Linked DNA regions of Zea mays: regions 1 and 3 are each linked to region 2. Evidence: chromatin contacts called from public Hi-C data. All regions are on one chromosome and are shown on one strand. Each heading gives the region's core, a stretch centred on a gene start, on an enhancer-like site or on the middle of the called end of the contact. The rest is flanking DNA. Distances are from core to core; before and after follow the strand shown. Region 1 holds the start of LOC100285248. Region 2 has its middle 6.0 kb from the start of LOC103639529. Region 3 holds the start of LOC100285382.

Region 1 (2,857 bases), core at 95-2,594, 280 kb after region 2:
AAAAATCACCTTACTATAATACTATCTGATTTGAACTCCAAAAACAGCACCACCCTTGCTAGTTCTAGAATGACATGTAGATTCTAACACCAAATAAAATCACAAGCCACTGGTGAATCAATCCTACAGCTAAACCAACAGACACATATGCTATCTCCCAATGCCAAGTTCACAAGACAGCACCACATAGCCAGAACTCAGTGACTGAATCATGATCTCATAGTTACACAGTGAGCCACAAATTGACACAATAACATTACCCTCGAATTAAACAGTAATCATAATTCAAATGATTAGCCCATTGCTCACATGGGCTTCTGTTGGGTTTCAATTCTAGGTAGCCCTAACTTGCTTGGGAGTAAAAGGCTTTGTTGTTGTTATTGTTGTAGACCATTGCCCACATAACTTAGCAAAAAGAAAGATCATTTACAAACTTATCCTCACTTGAATTCTGACAATTATGTATATGAACAACACAACAACTTATATATTACTTTGTTTTTAATATTGGAACTCTCCACAAAAAATAGAAATTTTGATTGTATGCAATAATTATTCCCACCATTTACCAGATGAATGCATCTTCACGAAAGTCCAATCTCTCCCAGTACAAATTCAGGATCGCAACACCAAAAATGGTGCTCAACTAGACCAATCCACTCGACGTTCTGAAAAACATTCCCATTAGGATGGTCACCATAACCCATGAAAAGAGCTTCGTCGATCTCCCAGAAGTAGCCCCTTCCAGATGAAATGAAAGAAACCAAACATAAAAACACCATTTTTTGAGAGCGTGTAGTTTTGGAGCGCAAAATTTCGCCACATCCCGATCTCCCCCAAAGTGCAACAAAGAGCGTCGTACGGACTCGCATTCACCCAAAAAAAGATTCCATCTTCCCACACCATTTTGCCCAAACCGCGCCACAAATAACTGGATTCATATTCCCAGATCAAGCCAAGAACGAGCTACAGGGCCGAAGAGATTTCGAGACCTCGTAGTTGAGGGAGAGACCCTCGCGGAGCGACGACTCCGCCTCCTGGATGTTGCCATCGTCGACCTTGGCCTCCGATGAGCCGGACGCCGAGGCACCTCCATCCGACTCCGGCAGTGCCGCCTTCCCCTTTATCGGGGACGCGGCGGCCGCCGGTGGCCAATCCCCGGTGGGGCTCGCCACGCTCCGGCTGTCCCACTCCGCCGCCGCCATCGCTGCCGCCGATACCGATACGTCACCGCTGCCGCCGCGGTAGCTCGAATCCTCCGGCAAGCATGATAGGACAATGTAGGGGAAAACGCCGTTGGGTACGACAGGGAGAAGGCGAGATCCAACTCTACTCTTGGGACCTTAGGCGCTTTGTTTTGTTTTTTGGTTTTGTTTCCCTCGTGAGGTGTTTGGTAGTGGCTGACCATGTCTTGAGGAAAACAACATTCTATTTGAGGTATTTCTATTGTGAATTTGGCAGTTTATTTATGTAAAATTTGACAGTTAAGGGGGTGTTTGGTTAGAGGGACTAAAGATTAGTCTCTAGTTTTTAGTCCCATTTAGTCTCTTTTTTTGTTAAACACTAGGACTAAAATATGGACTAAAATGATTTAGTCTTTAGTCCTTCACATATGTGCTAAAAGAGACTAAACCATATTAATTTCACATTTACCCCTCATTTAGTTCAAGTGTACTAATAGCAGGAGAATATTAAATGCCATTTTAGTCTTCTTATGAGTCATTTAGTATATTTTTACTATTTTTAGCTCTTAGAACTAAATATGTTAGGGACTAAACTTTAGTCCTCTAACTAAACTTTAGTCCCTAGACTAAAGAAACCAAACATGGCCTAAAGCTTGGCCAGGTTGCAAAAGACCGCCTACAAACCAGCAAGAGTTGCTAAAGTAAATAGAGAGTAAATTACGTTCGAGCATCTCTAAGATATAGCTAAATAGTTTGTCAAGCTAAATTTTAGCTATTTAATAGTAAAATAGGTCTTCAACAGACTAGTCATTTAACTTGTAGACCTATCTGGCTCACTAAATTAGCTTTCTCACTAGTCAAATTTAGCTAGCAACTCTGGCTAGTCAAGCTAACTTGTATGTTAGAGAATCCGTTCGAATGATAGATTTTAATCTTTATGAAAAGACAAATAAAAAGTCAAATAGAGAATAAAAAATAAAGAGACTCTTGGAGATGCTCTTATCGGTCATTAAACTTATATAGCTTATAGCATTGTATTATTTCGGTACCTAAACTTTTAAAGTGTATATCTAGATTTCTAAACTTATAAAGTTGTATCATCTCGTTTTCTAAACTCTCAACATACACATTCTAGTCCATATACTTCTAAGGTCGTATCATCTGGGTCTATAATTTTTTTTGATGTCATACATGTTCAGATAATTTGGACCATTGATGACACCAAAAACAAATTTAGAGACTCAAATGCACGGAGCGAAATGTGCATGTTAAGAGTTTAGAGACCGGAATGATACAACTTCATAAGGTTAGAATTTAGATATATACTTTGATAGTTTAAGGACCGGAATGATACATCACTATAAATTTAGGAACCGATAATGTACTTTACTCTAAAATAAATGTCTTTAACTTGCTGATTCTCTAGTTATAAAATTTTAGAGTTGGTTTGGCTCAATTATTACCCGTGAAAAAAACTAAGGTAAGTTGTCTCCTATTACGGCTAGTTTTTTAGCCCCTTCAACCCCCTCCGGTTTTGTGACTCTCAAACTAGCCCTTAGATGTGTACTGCTCACGATAAACATAATTCTAGACACCACAACCAAAAAAAGATAGTTTGGATACCTTTATTTTATATCACTGGAATCTACTTAATAGGATAGACTATTTGGTTT
Region 2 (2,827 bases), core at 2-2,501:
GAGAATTGTTTCATCTTTGTGACAAAAGCAATAAATGTCACTGCCCTACCAATTTCTCTTGGCCAAGTTATCCTTTGTCAAGACTATTTCTCGGCGTAAATATCAAAAAAGATCTTAATTTTTAGTAGAGTTTTAAGCTTCCACAATCTTTGTTTAAGTTCGGGACATCATTCTGAATCAAGGCTAGATAATGAGATTTTACATAGAACTGTATTTGGGTTGAGGTTCCATCTAAACTCATCTTGATCTTGGGTCAAGGCAATGCTAACAATACGTGATAATAACCGGTTCCGCGATTGTTTCCAACAAGATTCCTTCGCCATGATAAATTAGTTGGTGAGGAGCTAAAAACTTCGTCACTGTGGAAAATAGATTTCAATCCTAAACAAGTCAAAATCTTTCATACATTTTTTTAATCCCATCCAATCTAAGGGGATAAGAATAACCAAAGAAGGCCTTAACGGAGACAAGCGGTGGCGCATTGAGGGAGTAAGTACATCGACATATTCTGTTTTGCAGGCTTCTTCCCCTTCTTCAGTTGAGTGAGGCGAGGCGCTCGCGCTGTGATCTCGGCATTCCCGACGATTGTAGCCTCCAGCTCAGGGTCTCTGTGCATGCTTTCATGAGCTCCTTTTCACGGTTGGTGGCATCAGTTGCGTGCAGGGACAAGCTCATAGCCGTTTTGGCAGCTGAAACCAACATACCATAGCATCAGGACAAATTCTTGAACATCAACTTCGTCCATGGGACTGTTGCCAGCAGCAGGAGCAGCATTGGTACCCCATAACGTCTCGGCTTCTCCTATGAGGCCCCTGTTTGTTTTAGCTTTTTGGAGCTTCTGGCCACCAAAAGCTGCTGCGGACTGCCAAACGCTCAGCTTTTCAGTCAGCTTCTATAAAATTCGTTTGGGTAAAAAACATTCAAAATCAATATAAACACATAATCGGTTGAGTCGTTACAATAGTAGGAATCCGTTACTTTCTAGATCCTGAGTCTTATGGACACCTTTATTTTCCTCCGCACGTAATCCTAGTAATACTTAGATTCTCTACACAACCAGATTCTCCCCACAGCCAGATTCTCAGAAAAGCTGGTCAGAAAAAAGCTAAACCAAACAGGCCCGAGGAGTCGCCATCAATTACAGATTTGGCGCGCGTATCATCAAACAATTACTGCAGGACTGATATTGATGCTCCCCTGGGCCTAGATTCAAACGGTATCTGTGGGCCAGTAGACAACGAGATTTCCATTGGGCCGGTTGATCTGCCTCCGTCAGGGGTCGAGCCCATAAATGGTGCTCCCATTGGCCTAGAGGTGGGTACTGCTGCCTCAGAAGCAGAAGTCTCTTGTCCCACATCAAATTTTGGGCCCAGTTTTGATGATGGTGCGTCAACTCGCGGCCTAGTTTCGTCGCCTCTTGATTGCAGCCAGGAGAAAGGGGGCCTCTGATGGCACCCTTGTTGCAGTGGGGAGTTCGCTGCCTTCGTTGACGACGACGAATTCTGGGTTGCTGACGGCGAATTCTGAGTTGCTGACGGCTGGTTCTACTCAAAGCTCGTCGTAGTTGCCTCTGTTCTACTCTCGAAGGCGGTTGATGGACAGGCCGTGGTTCAGGGGGCTGTTGGTGAGATGTTTTCCCCATGTGGTCCTGCAGTGCCTGAATCCAGCTCTTCGATCGCTAGCTTCATCGCCAAATTGTCAAAACCTGTTGACGGCCTGCTGCCACAACCTGTACCTTGCCGGAGGCGTTGTGCCACCAGACTTTGAGCCGCGTCGAAGCATTAGGTTGAAGATGAAAAAGGGTGCCGCTGCTCCATCATCCAACACAAGGCAGATTCAGATTCAGCTCATTCGTCGCCTTTGCATGGCAGGGGAACATGAAATGCTAGGCTAAGAGATTCAGATTCAACACAAGGCAGAATTTTCAAAAATTCTGATATGGAACGTGTCTTAATAACAAGTCTCGTCGTGATTCTGTTTGTAGTCTGGTGGCTGCCTTGCGGCCTGACATAGTTTGTCTCCAAGAGACTAAGAAAGAAGAGATATCTAGTGGTGCGTTTGATTGAATGTACAAAGATGGATGGAATGAGGCGGCCACGTTTTCTATAGTGTTTGGTTGAGAGTTAAGTGGAGGCGAGGTGAACACTGGATTAATTTTTGGGAACGGTGTGATCCAAAAATTCGAGAGGACGGTGGCACCCCCGACTCATCCTACTTTGACCTTAAACCAAACATACACTAGGTGGATGGTTCTGTCCACCCTCGGAATTGATTTTGATGAGTTTGCAGTCCTTCCAGCTATTGGCACTCGAGGTGGTGTTCTTGTTGCTTGGAAGGGAAGATCTTGCAAGAATTTAGGTATGCGAGTTGACAGGTTCTCAGTTTATGTGAGGTTTGACCATGATGAGGGGCTCCCCTTGGTGGTTCACAGGAGTTTATGGTCGTCAAGTGGATGTGCTGAAGATTCAGTTTTTGCAGGAGTTGCATGATGTCCGTCAGGCTTGTGCAGGCCCATGGGTGGTAGGTGGAGACTTTAATCTGATTTACAGAATTGAGGACAAAAATAATATTAATTTGCAAGGGAGATCCTGCACCAACTTGAGTTCGCACGACACTCTAGAGCGCTCTCTTCACATGAGGATTGGCTACGAAGAAAATTGAAGTGTCATGTGCTGGGCCTGGTATCCTTGGAAAGAACAATGGTGAGATTAAGGTCTCGGTTGAGATGGATAAAAGATGGCGATGCAAACACATCCTATTTTCAGCAACGTGCGAGATATAGAAAGAAGAATTCTATGGCTAAACTGAAAGTTGAGGAAAGGTTGGT
Region 3 (3,132 bases), core at 281-2,780, 470 kb after region 2:
AGCCTCACTGTAGCACAACCTAGCCTGTCACCGCATTTGCTTGTCATGACCTGCCTCTTTTCAAGCAGGATTTGTGCTCATGTGTTCATGCATGCATGCTTCCATATTATCTTGAGAGCATTAAGTTCTTCTAAACTGGAGAACAAAGGTTTCATTCAATTCGGGAAACATTCATTTGGTCGGGGAAACAGAGCTGACATGGTTAACTAGACAAACATTCTTCTCATGACACCAGACCAAAGCAACAGTAAGATACTACTGCCTTTTGCTAATTAAATACTCCCGCCAAGTCAGTCACGCATGCTGGGATAAAAGGTAAGGTCAACTCTTGAGCCCCACCTGAAGCCTGAATCAAAGTTCAGTTTTCTTGGGTTCCTGGACACCCTGGTTTCTTATTGGAAGATTCCACGGACACATGAACAGGATGCAGGCTCAAGGGGCTTCATCACCTTGTCCACATTATTATATGAGCTAGCTGAACAACTACTGTATTATTATAGGGGAAAAAAGATTATGATGCATGTGCAGATCACACTGAGGCAACTTGACTCACTGACCTGTGACTGATCATGTAGCAGATAGTAGGTGAATCTTACTAGTATTGCATAGCTTCCACTTTTATTTTGTTTCAGTCTGGGTACTGGGATCATGTGGGCTGTTGCCTGCAGTAGTAACCAGTAAGAGCTGCCGGCATCCTGCTTCTTGCTGAAGAAAGTTTTTGCTGTGTGCTTAAGAAAGTTAAGAAGTGTCGTATTTCAATACAATTACTTCTTTGGAGATACTAATCCACAAAGATAAAGATGGCGTGCTACTAAAAGCTGGAGTTTGACATCCATAGGTGTTTCCTGAAGGGCGTCGTTTATTCTCTATAGCTACACACAAGCAATTTCGTTGCTTAAACTTTTTGTTCAAGGAAAACACCACATGCACATCCTTCCAAGAGTTGCTGCCTTTTTCACCTTAAATCCTCATGAACACCCTCCAATGAACCTATGAGCAATAATTTGAAATTCTCTAGACAGTGACCAGAGCACATAGGAGAAAACAAGCACATGGAGGGGATTAGCAAAACGGCGCGAGGAAGCTTGCTGGGTCCTTCTCCTGGTATCCTCTTCCCCCAGACAGCTGACCTAGAGCTGGACCTGGCAGTATGGCTCTGCCCTCCCAGGGCAACTGAGCCAAAATTTAGTATTTTCCCTCTTGTTTTTTTTCTGTTCTTTTTTTAACTGAACAATACACTGGTAAATAAACTAGCTGTGACACTTGCTGCAGCAGTTACAGGATCAGGAGCCTACAGGTCACACACCACACTGGAACCCCTCTTGTGCCTTTTTGCTTTCCGTGTGCTCAGCTCACTCAGCATCCAGCAAGCCTCCCCTGGACAGTTCTTGAGCAATGCATATTTTTCAGGGTAACTTTTTTGCTTTAAACGTTTTTTTTTTTGTACCAAGATTTCTTTTGTGAATTGGCAGCGGTGCCCCTCCTCCGCCACTGCCTATATATGTGCCCTCAAACCCGCTCCATTGCTCTGTAGCTCTTCCCTCTGCTGCTCTCTCTGAGCCTGGCCCTTGCCCTCCTCTCCCTCCGGGAACCAGCCCTGCTCTCTATGCTCCTCTTCCATTCATAGCCTCGGCCTTCGTCTTCCTCCATGGATCCGCGCTAAATGCATTGCGAGGTTCCAAACTGGTAGCACTTCTCCCTGCTCCATCTGCCGCAAGATGTAAGCACGGCCTCACGCCCTCACTTGACACTCCGACTGGCCATCCAGAATATACCTTCAGATCTTCCTGTCTGCGAAAAGCGACGCCCTTTTGGCCCGGGCAATGGAGGAGAGCTTCGTGCCCTTGCGGGGCATCAAGGACGACCTCCACGGGAGGCTCGCCTGCTACAAGCAGGACTGGACCGGAGGGTTCCGTGCCGGTATCAGGTATGAACTGAAGGATACTCCAATCTTTCCTCGTAATCTTGCATTGTGCTGTCTAGGATTAGGAATTCGGTATCACCATGGTGCCAAAATCTCGAAACTGACTGCGGCGGAGGTAGTTAGTCCTAGTCCTTTTGTTTGTTGTTGTTCTGAAGTTTGTTCTTGCCTCGCGCAAGATCTTGAAAAGGAGTGGTTTTTGGGGTGTTTCAGGATCCTGGCGCCTACCACTTACATATTCTTCGCGTCCGCGATACCGGTGATATCGTTCGGGGAGCAATTGGAGAGGAACACTGGTAAATGGAGGGGGTGGGTTCAAATTTAAGTACTCGGTGGTGTTAGTTTCGGTGCAGTGCGTGAGGAGAGGAGCTTATTTGTACTTGTGCAGATGGAGTCCTCACAGCAGTGCAGACGTTGGCGTCCACTGCCCTGTGCGGCATAATCCACTCCATTGTAGGAGGGCAGCCCCTGCTGATCCTGGGAGTTGCCGAACCGACGGTACTCATGTACACATTCATGTTCAACTTTGCCAAGGACAGGCCCGACCTCGGACGGAATCTGTTCCTGGCCTGGACCGGTTGGTAGGTCATCTGTGCTGGGCTGACTGAGAAATTCATTGAAGATTGGTTTGGTACAATGATGGCATTGTTTGAATTGGTTCCTTTTCTTCTTGTTGTTGTTGTCATGTTTGCGTGCAGGGTTTGTGTGTGGACTGCTATCCTGCTCTTCTTGCTGGCCATACTAGGCGCGTGCTCCATCATCAACCGGTTCACCCGCATCGCTGGCGAGCTGTTCGGGCTTCTGATTGCTATGCTCTTCATGCAGCAGGCTATCAAGGTTGGTGATAACTGCAGGCCTTTTGAACCCGTTGCTGCTTTCCAGGCTTGGAATGAAACCCTGTGCTGATGCAGAAACCTTTTTTTAAGGCGTGCTGCTGCTGCTGGACCATAGAGCTTTATACCAAACTCCAGTTGCCTTGCCTCTCGAAATTGTGTAGTACTCCAGTCAATCTGAATGCTACTAACTAGTGGAGAATCTAGTAGGTTGCTCAAAGGCATGTGCAAGTGCTGGAAAAAAAAGCACATGGAAGCCAATGGAGATGTCTCTAGCTTCTGTTTTTTTTTGTGCCATTGGTCACTAGTGCAACCAAATATTTCAGTGTCCTCAGTTTCGAACAAAAGAAAAGAAAAGGTAGATAAAATCAAGAAGGC

The links. Hi-C and Micro-C count contacts between places; a contact is called where the count stands out from the background.
Region 1: a contact with region 2 is called in a Hi-C map of ear, with 2.7 times the contacts expected there. The contact joins the promoter of LOC100285248 here to the enhancer-like site in region 2. A contact is called at or near these places in 3 of 25 Hi-C or Micro-C datasets (ear, leaf and tassel).
Region 3: a contact with region 2 is called in a Hi-C map of tassel, with 4 times the contacts expected there. The contact joins the promoter of LOC100285382 here to the enhancer-like site in region 2. A contact is called at or near these places in 3 of 25 Hi-C or Micro-C datasets (ear, leaf and tassel).

The regions. Positions count from the first base shown.
Region 1 is chr1:152,859,886-152,862,742 of Zm-B73-REFERENCE-NAM-5.0, forward strand. It overlaps LOC100285248, which reads right to left and starts at 1,345. Exons shown (of 5, transcript NM_001158142.2): 1 at 993-1,345. The coding sequence starts at 1,205.
Region 2 is chr1:152,579,375-152,582,201 of Zm-B73-REFERENCE-NAM-5.0, forward strand. No RefSeq gene overlaps it. Among protein-coding and RNA genes, the nearest start is that of LOC103639529, 6.0 kb to the left of the region's middle. Within about 2 kb of position 1,252, at least 16 of the 20 cell types and tissues checked have an H3K27ac peak or open chromatin away from gene starts, as enhancers often do. A contact at or near this core is called in ear, leaf and tassel, where this site is marked.
Region 3 is chr1:153,051,289-153,054,420 of Zm-B73-REFERENCE-NAM-5.0, forward strand. It overlaps LOC100285382, which reads left to right and starts at 1,531. Exons shown (of 12, transcript NM_001158275.1): 1 at 1,531-1,927; 2 at 2,135-2,217; 3 at 2,310-2,502; 4 at 2,620-2,758. The coding sequence starts at 1,824.